2 separate regions of the Mus musculus genome follow, and region 2 is linked to region 1. The links are chromatin contacts, called in public HiChIP or PLAC-seq maps. All regions are on one chromosome and are shown on one strand. Each heading gives the region's core, a stretch centred on a gene start, on an enhancer-like site or on the middle of the called end of the contact. The rest is flanking DNA. Distances are from core to core; before and after follow the strand shown.

Region 1 (5,373 bases), core at 2,564-5,063:
TTTTGGTTATCTTTCCATTGATGTTTGCCTGATAATATTTCTTTTCCTGAGTTCAGGTAATGCCTGTAAGCGTTCTCTCCAGTGGTGCCGCTTTCTCACAAATGTCCTTTCACGTGGCCAACGTTGTCCTAAGCCTTTGAAGTTCTGGGAGGGACTTGAAAGTTTTAGCTCAGGAGTCGGGTTCTGGCTGGGTTTGGTGGCACATACCTGTAATCCTAGCTAGCCTTTGGGAAGCAGAGGCAGAATGACCACAATTCAAGGTCACCCTCACCACAGAGAAAGTCCACTCAAGGCCTGCCTGGGTTACATGAGACCCTAAGCCCCAAAATGATGTAGTTTTGGGGGTTGGGAAAGTTGAACATATTATGTAGTTCTCGCCCACAACAGTATTTTCTGCATTAAGTAGTTCACATTCTAGCTTTTTGCTGTCAGGCAGAGCTGGGCCTGTCCCTGGCTGACTCTTTTACACTGAGTGGCTTTTGCCTCTGCCTTCCTTATAGACTTTTAGAACAAGATGATGTATATGGAGTGCTCACATGGTGTCTAGCACATGGTGCATGCTGACAGGCGCCAGCCTGTACACATCATCACCTGCAGTGCACTCACGGTGATCTTGGAGTAACAGGATGTTTCTCACAAGTTTACATGGGAATCCAGATGTGACCACTTAATTGAAGTTCATGAAGTTCGTTCCATCTTTTCTTTAGCATCAGTATTGTAAGAGGACTACATTCTGATTTGTATACTTAACTTTTTTTCTTATTTATATGAGTACACTGTAGCTGTCTTCAGACACACCAGAAGAGGGTATCAGATCTCATTACAGATGGTTGTGAGCCACTATGTGGTTGCTGGGATTTGAACTCAGGACCTCTGGGAGAGCAGTCAGTGCTCTTAACCACTGAGCCATCTCTCCAGCCCTGTCAACCTATTTTTAATGCTTTCATAGCAAGTATTTCTTAATGAAAACATTTTGTTTCAGTATCATGATAAGCTATTTTGAGGAGGAAAGATAGCACTCTTTATGTTTAATGTGTAATTATTTTAAAGGTAGAGTGGAAGCTGGGTCAAGAAACCAAATCCTGGAGGAGAAATTACAAAATCATTACTTTTTGTTTTCTGTTCTGAAATTCAAAGGTAATTCTTAGTTAGAAATATTTTATATTTATAAGTGCATTGAAATTCACAATTATTTACATTTACTGAGAGATTCTGAAAATATTTTTAATCTTTATAAAAACTGACATACTTTTAGGATAAAAATATAAGTACTAATTATGATGTTTCCTGCAAATATTTGATATTTGTCATAGCATTTATACACTGCATTTCTGATGGGTAACGTTTCCGTGTTCTTATATGTAGGCTTATTCATGTCTTGAGGGACTATCATCACCTAGGCTCTATGCTCAGCATGGTGCTTACACAATTGGAAAGACCTTGCCCTTCTCACTTCAGGCTGTCTGTCTATCTCTGAGTGACTATTTAGTAGACTCTTGTTTACTCTTTCTATGGTCTTGTCTCAAGTCAACCCTGCCTCCCCAATATGCCCTTCTTTCTTTAAACAGGATTTCACTTTGTAGCCCAGCCTGGTTTTGATTTTGTGATTCTCCTGTCTTAGCTCCCAGATACTGGAACTATAATGTATGCCACCATGCCTGTGCTGCCTTGCCTGAGACCCATTTCTCTTGGTGGCCACTGGTGCTCTTCCCATCTTTTCCTGCTCACAAGCCTTGTCTCCCATCGCTTCCCATTTCACTGAAAAGTGGCTTTTGTCAATAGCTTCTTTCATGTTTTTGCTCACCATTAAACTTCTTTTCTCCCATCATCCTTACATCCTTCCCTTTCTGCCCAGAGACAGATGCCAGTCATGATCTTTCTACTTTTTAAATTATTTCATTTATTTACATTCAAAATGTTGCCTCCTCTATCCCCCTTCACAGAGTTCTTCCCCCATATCCCCTCCCCTTTGCCACTGAGAGGGTGCTCCCCCTATATCCCCCACCCTGGGCATCAAGTCCCTATATCCTCTACCACTGAGGCCAGACAAGGCAGCCCTCTGCTACATATGTGCCAGGGACCTCAGACCAGCCTGTGTATGCTCTTTGGTTGGTGGCTCAGTCTCTGGGAGTTCCCAGGGGTCCAGGTTAGTTGACACTGTTGTTCTTCCTGTGGGGTTGCCATCCCCTTCAGTTCCTTCAGCTCCTTCCCCTCCGTCTTCCATAGGGGTTCCTGACCTCTATTCAATGCTTGACTGTGTCTGCATCTGTCTCAGTCAGCTGCTGGTAGAGTTTCTCTGAGGACAGCCATGCCAAACTCCTGTCTGCAAGCACAACATGGCATCAGTAATAGTGTCAAGGATTGGTGCCCACCCATGGGATGGACCCCAAGTTGGGCTGGTCACTTGTTGCACATTCCTTTAGACTGCTCCATTTTTGTCCCTGCATTTCTTTTAGAGAGGAGCAATTTTGGGTCGAAAGTTTTGTAGGTGGGTTAATGTCCCCATCCCTCCAATTGGGGCCCCTAATTACTGGAGGTGGACTCTTCAGGTTCCATATCCCCATTGTTGGACATTTTGGTTAATGTTATATTTTCCTTGCTTATCCTGACCCTTTCTGTTTACCCTCGCTCATATTACTTCACCCCTATACATTTTTTGTTTGTTTGTTTCCCACATGGTCTCCTTGTTTTAGAAATACCGCTTCTTCAGTCAACATCTATTTTTTTTAAAAAAACTGAATTTTTTAATGTAGGTTTCTCCTCCTTCTCCTCTTCCTCTTCCTCCTCCTCCTCTGATTGCCAACAGATAGGTCAAATTTCAGTGATGTAAATGGAGCCAGCATCCTGATCTCTAAAATCTTCTGTCCATGTATTCTTTAGAAATTAGCTACATCTTGCCACCACCTGTTTGAGTTAGTGATGCGCACCCTAAACTTATTAGGTAAAGCTCCATCCTTTTTAGTATGCTCGCAGTTTCTATGGGATAGGGATTTGGATAGAGCATTAGGAATGGCTTGTTCCTTCTACAGTGCTGCAGCTTCAACGGTGAAGGCCCAAATGGATATATCAAGTTCTTTACACATGTGCTTGGTAGTGGCTGTGGTAACAAGGGTGGACTGGCCAGGGTTGTTGAATGGAGTATGTTAGCATGGTTACTACTTATTGCCTAGTCTTGCCCAGAGCTTGGCAGCCTCAGTGTAGTGGAACTTCTTTGCTGGTGACTAAGTGTTGCTCAAGTTGGTGTCCTGGTCATTAAGAAGGAAGCTGTATGGCCTTTTGTGACCCAACCTGGTTAGTCAGCCTAGTTGAAATTGACATGTGCTTTCTCAGGTTTAATGGGAGGGGACATAGAACTCACATCTAATTCAGGGAACAGCAAAACCCTTGCAGCCTTCACATTGTCCCGACCTGTCATCTTAGCTCTCCTACTCCATTCTCACCTGACAGTCACCAACTGTCATTGGAGAAATAGCTCATTTCTCTATTATGAATATAGGTAAAACTTTATAATTTTGGCAGGTGCAGTGGCACACACTTATAACTCATACACTTTAGAAGGTAGAGGCAGGGAACAACAACAACAATGACAGTACCACCACAAACCAAAAAACCAACCTCGGTCTTTTATGTTGCTCACTCTAAGCTCCTTCCTGTTGAATTAAATAGTGATTTCTCACACTGTTTGTAGAAATGTTCTCATTGCATGCAGGTCTCTGTCCAAGTTGTGCAGCTCAGGCCCTAGGGCTGCTTCTACCCAGTTCTCCATTCTGTACTCACTGCACTCCTTGTACTGACTAGATGTCCTATGTCACTTCCTCTGTGAAGCCTCATTAGTGGTTTCAGATCACATCACTTCCTTTTTGTCCCTTCATATGTTCATCTGCCATTAGGTGACCCTGGTGTCAGGGCTGCATCTTAAATGAGTTGCCACTGCTGCCTGGCCCATTGCTACATACCTGGTAAACTCTTGCTAACTGATTGAAAATAGATTAGGTGTGGTGGAAATTTCCAAAGTTTTGAGTGAGTTCCAGTGCTTTCTCAAGTGCCCACAAATTGCCAACGATCATTTTTGCCTTAGAAGAATTATATTTAGAGAAGCATTTGTGTTTCGGCACTTTTAATTTTCAGTTAAAACATATGCAGCACATTCTCAAAACTTGTGTATGAAAATGTTATATGCTAGAAAACACAGTGGAGTGGCTAAGAACATAGAAAACAAGCTTTGATAAGATTAAAGGCTGGGAAAATAAATCTGAATTCAGAATGGTACTGTTTTAGGTTGTGGCATTTTAAAGCTTTAATGTTGGCTGTGGACATGATAGCTTTTGTTCCAGCCTGTTTCCTGTGGTCAGGACATGCGTTCGTTCCCTTTTGGCAGATGCAGTGCGTGAAAGGCTGGGGTCAGCACTGCTGCACACAAGTGGGTCAGAGCACTCAGATGAAGGGGAAGCAGTTTTAGAGAGCCTTTATTTGTTGTTGGCATCATCAGATATAAATTAGGAGCTTGAAACTCTCACCATGTCTTGCTTCCTTTTCCATCTCTCATAGGCTTTGCCAAATTAACCACATCAACCAATTTTACAAAAAAAAGGAGGCATGGATTGCTGTCTTTAATAGTTCTTAAAGAAGCGTCTTGAGAAAGTCTTTCCCTTGTCTCCCATAAGCTTCCTTTGTACTTTTGTAAAGCTAGTTAGAGAGCAGGAGGCGTGCATGGTCTGCCACAGCAGGAAAGCGAACTGGGATCGCCAGTCCACTGGGCTCTGAAAGGAGATTCCATGTAATCATGGGGCAGATAAGAAGCTAGGGATTGCTAAAAGCAGGGACTAGCTGGGTTGCTGCCTGTGACTCTTAAACAATGAAACCTTTTTGAATTCAGTTCCTCCCTGAATTCACTTCCTCCTCAGGTAGTCTCAGAAGGTTGCTTGGACCCCTCCATGGGAACAGGTTGCTCTCTGTTTTGATTTTTCCTGTCAACCAAACAGAAAGCATAAGACTTCTCCAAGCCTTGGAGCAGCTTTGGCCTCAAACTTGTACTGGAATATTATCTGCAGTGTGATGGTTTTTTGCTAGTCACCATGGAAACTGATCGAAGTGCTAGTCTTGTCCTGTGGGTTCTTTGGGGTGGCTTAAAAAAAATGACTGTGTCTAATCCTGTTCTACAAATGTGCATTTTCTTTAAAAATGATGAAAAGGCAGCATAGTTAATTGAGAATAAGCTCTCTGTATCATGCTTCAAACAGGCTATTTCAGACATTCTATGCAGCTGAAGACTATTTGGGTCAAGAGATAGGAGTGAAAATTTTTGTCGTATATGAGCATCATTCTTTTAATTTGTGATTTTTATCTGTTGTGCTCTGTGCTTATATATGCAGA
Region 2 (5,583 bases), core at 2,868-5,367, 300 kb after region 1:
ATCCAGTGGAAAAAAGACAGCATTTTCAACAAATGGTGCTGGCACAACTGGCTGTTTCATGTAGAAGAATGTGAATCGATCCATTCCTATCTCCTTGTACTAAGGTCAAATCTAAGTGGATCAAGGAACTCCACATAAAACTAGAGACACTGATACTTATAGAGAAAAAAGTGTGGAAAAGCTTCGAAGATATGGGCACAAGGGAAAAATTCCTGAATAGAACAGCAATGGCTTGTGCTGTAAGATCGAGAATCGACAAATGGGACCTCATAAAATTGCAAAGCTTCTGTAAGGCAAAAGACACTGTCAATAAGGCAAAAAGGCCACCAACAGATTGGGAAAGGATCTTTACCTATCCTAAATCAGATAGGGGACTAATATCCAATATATATAAAGAACTCAAGAAGGTAGACTCCAGAAAAATCAAATAACCCTATTAAAAAATGGGGCTCAGAGCTAAACAAAGAATTCTCCACTGAGGAATACTGAATGGCAGAGAAGCACCTGAAAAAATGTTCAACATCCTTAATCATCAGGGAAATGCAAATTAAAACAACCCTGAGATTCCACCTCACACCAGTCAGAATGGCTAAAATCAAAAATTCAGGTGACAGCAGATGCTGGCAAGGATGTGGAGAAAGAGGAACACTCCTCCATTGTTGGTGGGATTGCAAGTTTGTACAACCACTCTGGAAATCAGTCTGGCAGTTCCTCAGAAAATTGGACATAGTACTAACGGAGGATCCCGCAATACCTCTCCTGGGCGTATATCCAGAAGATGTCCCAAACGGTGGTAAGAAGGACACATGCTCCACTATGTTCATAGCAGCCTTATTTATAATAGCCAGAAGCTGGAAAGAACCCAGATGCCCCTCAACAGAGGAATGGATACAGAAATGTGGTACATTTACACAATGGAGTACTACTCAGCTATTAAAAAGAATGAATTTATGAAATTCCTAGGCAAATGGATGGACCTGGAGGGCATCATCCTTAGTGAGGTAACACAATCACAAAAGAACTCAAATGATATGTACTCACTGATAAGTGGATATTAGCCCAGAAACTTAGAATACCCAAGATATAAGATACAATTTGCAAAACATATGAAGCTTGGGAAGAACGAAGACCAAGGTGTGGATACTTTGCCCCTTCTTGGAATTGGGAGCAAGGCACCCGTGGAAGGAGCTATAGAGACAGAGTTTGGAGCTGAGACGAAAGGATGGACCATCTAGAGGCTGCCATACCCGGGTATCCATCCCATAATCAGCCTCCAAACAATGACACCATTGCATACACTAGCCAGATTTTGCTGAAAGGACCCTGATATAGCTGTCTTTTGTGAGACTATGCCGGGGCCTAGCAAACACAGAAGTGGATGCTCACAGTCAGCTATTGGATGGATCACAGGGCCCCCAATGGAGGAGCTGGAGGAAGTACCCAGGGAGCTGGGGGGATCTGCAACCCTATAGGTGGAACAATAATATGAACTAACCAGTACCCCCCCCCCCCGGAGCTTGTGTCTCTTGCTGCATATGTATCAGAAGATGGCCTGGTCAGCCATCAGTGGAAAGAGAGGCCCATTGGTCGTGCAAACTTTATATGCCTCAGTACAGGGGTACGCCAGGGCCAAGAGGTAGGAGTGGGTGGGTGGGGGAGTGGGTGTGGGAGTGTGTGGGGGACTTTTGGGATAGCATTGGAAATGCAAATGAAATAAATACCTAATAATAAAAAAAGAAAATACAAATATTGTTGTTTCAATACGACTTTCCTTGTGGACATTGAAATTTGAATTTCATGCAACTTTCATGTCATGAAATATTGTTTTTTTTTATTTCTCTCCAACAGTGTAAAAGTATAATCACCATTCTTAACTAAGACAGTGTTTTAAAAGCAGTTGAAGCTCTAGATTTGGCCCAGGCACTATAGCTGTGGACTCCTGTTCTTAGCATGATCTAAGAATTTTCTGAAAGCTAGAGTGCCAAGAAGAGTCTAGTTCTTGTAACCATGGGGTTTGGAGAAGAGGAAGCAGAGACCCACAGGCCCTGAGAACCTCAGTGATCACTGGTTGCCAGGATAGGCTTCCTTCCAGCTCTTTCCTTCCCTCTAACTGCTGCCTGCTCTCTGTGGAGTGCTAAGGGTAACCACATCCCAAGTAGGACCTTGCTAGGGTCTGTTCTGAACTTCAGTGTGGTCAGTTCAGGTACCTTAGCTCTAAAAACCTCCACACCAGGAATGGAAACAGCGCCTGGACTCAGAGGAATAGAAGACATGGACAGGGCTGGTTCCAAGTCTTCCAAAAACTGTAGCTTCAGCAGGAACAGTAACTATCTCCTGCAGTCAGTCCGCTTTGCTGTGGTCATCTCAGTCTTTTCCCTTTGTCAAGTTCACACAGTTCTCCACACTGACGGCACCAGCACTGCCTGTAGACACAACATCTCTTAGTCAGGTTGTCCTGGTGGCTCCTCGCTAGTATTTGCTCAGTGCCAGCAACACAAGCCGGATTAGAATCTACCCATGACAATGAAGATGAAGAGTAATCCTTGGCACTTCTGATTCCACACTAATTGTAAATTCTAAAACCAATATGAATATCATGTTGTTTTCCCCCTCATGCTCTAGTGTATCATAAATTAAGGGTTTGTTTGCTTTTTGTCAAACCAACTGATTGAAATCAGCAGATGTAGTAGTATGATGAACCTCCCTTTGCAGAGACAGGGTCGCATAGAGGAAAATTGAACATCACTGGAGAAAGAAGATAATATTTGGAAGATCAGTGGTCTGATCCTTCTAGAAGTTGACCTGCCAGTCAACTGGCTTCCCGGGTGCACTCAGTATGATGTCTGCTCCTCATTGTAGGTTGGTTAACACCATTTCATTGATGGAGAAGCTAAAGAGTTAGGAGCTCATGACTAGGAGTTCTCTGTAGGTAAGGTGGGATGCTAGGCGGCTGATGGGGCAATGAATCAGTGAACTCTGAGCTCATACTTTTATATGGCTTAGTACACATTGGGTACTGGGGGTGAGAGGAAACAAGGGTCAAAATAGGAGACATACAGCAATTCTGGAATGCTGGGGTCAAGGTCAAGGACTTCTCTGAGCTGCCACTAAAGTCATCCTCATTCAGTTCTTGCCTCTGGGAGGTTCTTCAACCAACATCCCAAATGCATACTTGGATTTGTATAGGATCCTTTCTGTGAAATTCTTTTATTTGAGCTCACTGGTACTAATATTTTTGTCAACCAGCAAACCACAAGCTACACAAACAGTCCAATCCCCTGCTCATTCACTATAGAGATTTCTGATTTCTAAGCACTGAAACACAAACATTGCTCTTACTTAGTTTGCATCTGGAGGTGGTACCAAGGATGCTAAAGAAGTGAATATATAAGTTATCAGATGCTGATAAGTACAGGGGAAATTTTTGAGGGTTTGTGGAAGGGTGAAGAGCATCCAGATAGAGGTTCTCATTGTCGAGACTCACTCAGGCAGAGGATTGCAGAGTTAAATGAGCTGGTCTTGTGTATACATGGGAGAGACACAAAAAGCAGAGTACAAAGAAGTAACAGAACACCGAAGGGGCCAGACAAGGTTTATATTCTCATGTAGGATAGGACTGCTTAAGTTTCATGTTTCCACCAGGCCATGATTCATGCACTTGAGCCAAGTGCTAGCCCCAAGGCTGGGCTGAGCAGCTAAGGTGAAAATGTAGACCACAGAGGCCAAAAGACCTTTCAAACTTTTATTCATTCAACAAACTTTACTGGCCTTACTGTGTGCCAAGTATCCCTAAAGGCCCTGGGATGAGAGTATGTGTCTTTCTCTTCAAAGACTCTAAATCTCAGCCCAACCTTCTGACACTGAAATACTCTGCTGTGTGTGCTTCCTGTACTGGAGAAGTGAAACAATGCAGCAGAAATGAAGGGAACTGCTTACTTCCTGGGGCTGTGTATCACATGGGGAAGGCACAGAATGGCAAGATTGAAGTGAGACTTTCAAGGTGTCTCTATCTGCTTCTGCTTCTGCTTCTGCTTCTGCCTCTGCCCAGGGAGTATCACACATTGTCTGGAGATGCAGCCCTTTCTCCTGTGCTTGGAAGAGATTCAAGTGAGGAATTTCTGTAGCTATGTTTGGCAATGTCTTGTTCAATTCCAATACGCTGAGCATGTGCAGTTCTACTTGAACATGTAAAGGCTTCCCCTCTACCACCCCCAATTTTATGCTACTACCAAAAATGTCACAGGTGACCCAATTCCTTCATTCAAGTGTTATTTTTAGTAGATGTCAGAAGAGGGAAGAGTATCATTATGAAGCTGAGAGCAAATCCCCTGCATGGGTTTCTTCTTTTCATCTGTACCACCCATGGAGCAAACGAGTGACACTTGGCCAATCTCCCACAAGAAGATGATGTCTGCCTGGGACCCAAAATAGTCAGGCTTCAGCCAAAGGATGTCTGTATTTTTTCTCTCCTAATGAAATCAAAACTATCCCCAAATTAAGTTCCTCAATGCATAATAACCCTACTAATAGACCCAATGCAATTTATCATTTCCCAAGAGACAGAAATAACACTAATAACTATAATTTAGATATAACTGCTCCTCAGATTTACAATCAATCTAACAGATTGTGTGTGTCTCTTGTCTTAGCACTGACCTGTGATCTTTTACAGAAAATGCATGAAAATGAAGTGTTACCAAATCTCCCGCTGTGTTCTTGTGATAGGCAGATCATGACCACACTTGCACCTCTAATCTCTTACTGGTCACTCTGTGAGTCTGCACACAGGTGTCATATGTGTGTTTGGACGTGTGTGTGTGTGCACGCGTGTACATGTAGACATGTATTTATATATTTGTGCGTGTGTGTGTGTGTGTGTGTGTGTGTGTGTGTATGGAGAGAACAGAGATATGGAGAGACAGAGATTTGGAGAAACTAAGTTATAACTTTGTCTCCTAGTCACTCTAGTGAATTTCCATTTATCTATTCTCTTGTCCTTATAAGTCAGGAAAGAAAAGCTACCACAGTTGTCAGAAGCCCCATAATCTTGCCATCTCTTTGCCAGACTTTTAAAGAAACGTTGTTGAAGGTAACATTTAGGATGGGACTAAGCTACTGATTTTGCATAGAGTGGAGCCGAACTGGAAAGCACGGGCTCATTCCTATATGGGCTCCTGAAGTCAAGCAGAGATGAAAACAGCCTCAAGCAAACAATGTCGCACACCTGACCCCTGGGCCAGCCAACCAAAGTGTCTGCTGCAGGCCACACGGTGTGAGTGTGATGCTAGGGAAATTATTATGCAGGAAATGGTTCAGAGGGCCAACCCACTGATGAGAAATACCACCCACATACTCTAATGACTACATATAGCTAATGTAACAGGCCATATGTAAGTAAAAGGCTACCTCTAAGCCCCGCCTCCCATCTCTGTTAAACAAAAGGCTTAAAAAATTTTTTTTGCCTTTTAGAATTTATTTTTACTATTTTTAAATTTGTGTATCTATGTATAGGTATGTACATAAAGTGTAGATGAGCCACCTGATGTGGGTGCTAGAAACCAAACACTGGTCCTCTAGAAGAAA

The links. HiChIP or PLAC-seq counts read pairs in DNA pulled down with a chosen protein or histone mark.
Region 2: a contact with region 1 is called in an H3K27ac HiChIP or PLAC-seq map of microglia, with 5 times the contacts expected there. The contact joins two enhancer-like sites. A contact is called at or near these places in 2 of 115 datasets of contacts at active chromatin or transcription factors (embryonic basal ganglia and microglia) and 1 of 9 other capture datasets (embryonic stem cells).

The regions. Positions count from the first base shown.
Region 1 is chr12:52,116,643-52,122,015 of GRCm38.p6, forward strand. The region is part of intron 3 of Nubpl (nucleotide binding protein-like); the gene reads left to right. Among named protein-coding and RNA genes, the nearest start is that of Nubpl, 22 kb to the left of the region's middle. Within about 2 kb of position 3,814, at least 23 of the 459 cell types and tissues checked have an H3K27ac peak or open chromatin away from gene starts, as enhancers often do. A contact at or near this core is called in microglia, where this site is marked.
Region 2 is chr12:52,420,869-52,426,451 of GRCm38.p6, forward strand. No RefSeq gene overlaps it. Among named protein-coding and RNA genes, the nearest start is that of Gm35071, 23 kb to the right of the region's middle. Within about 2 kb of position 4,118, at least 14 of the 459 cell types and tissues checked have an H3K27ac peak or open chromatin away from gene starts, as enhancers often do. A contact at or near this core is called in microglia, where this site is marked.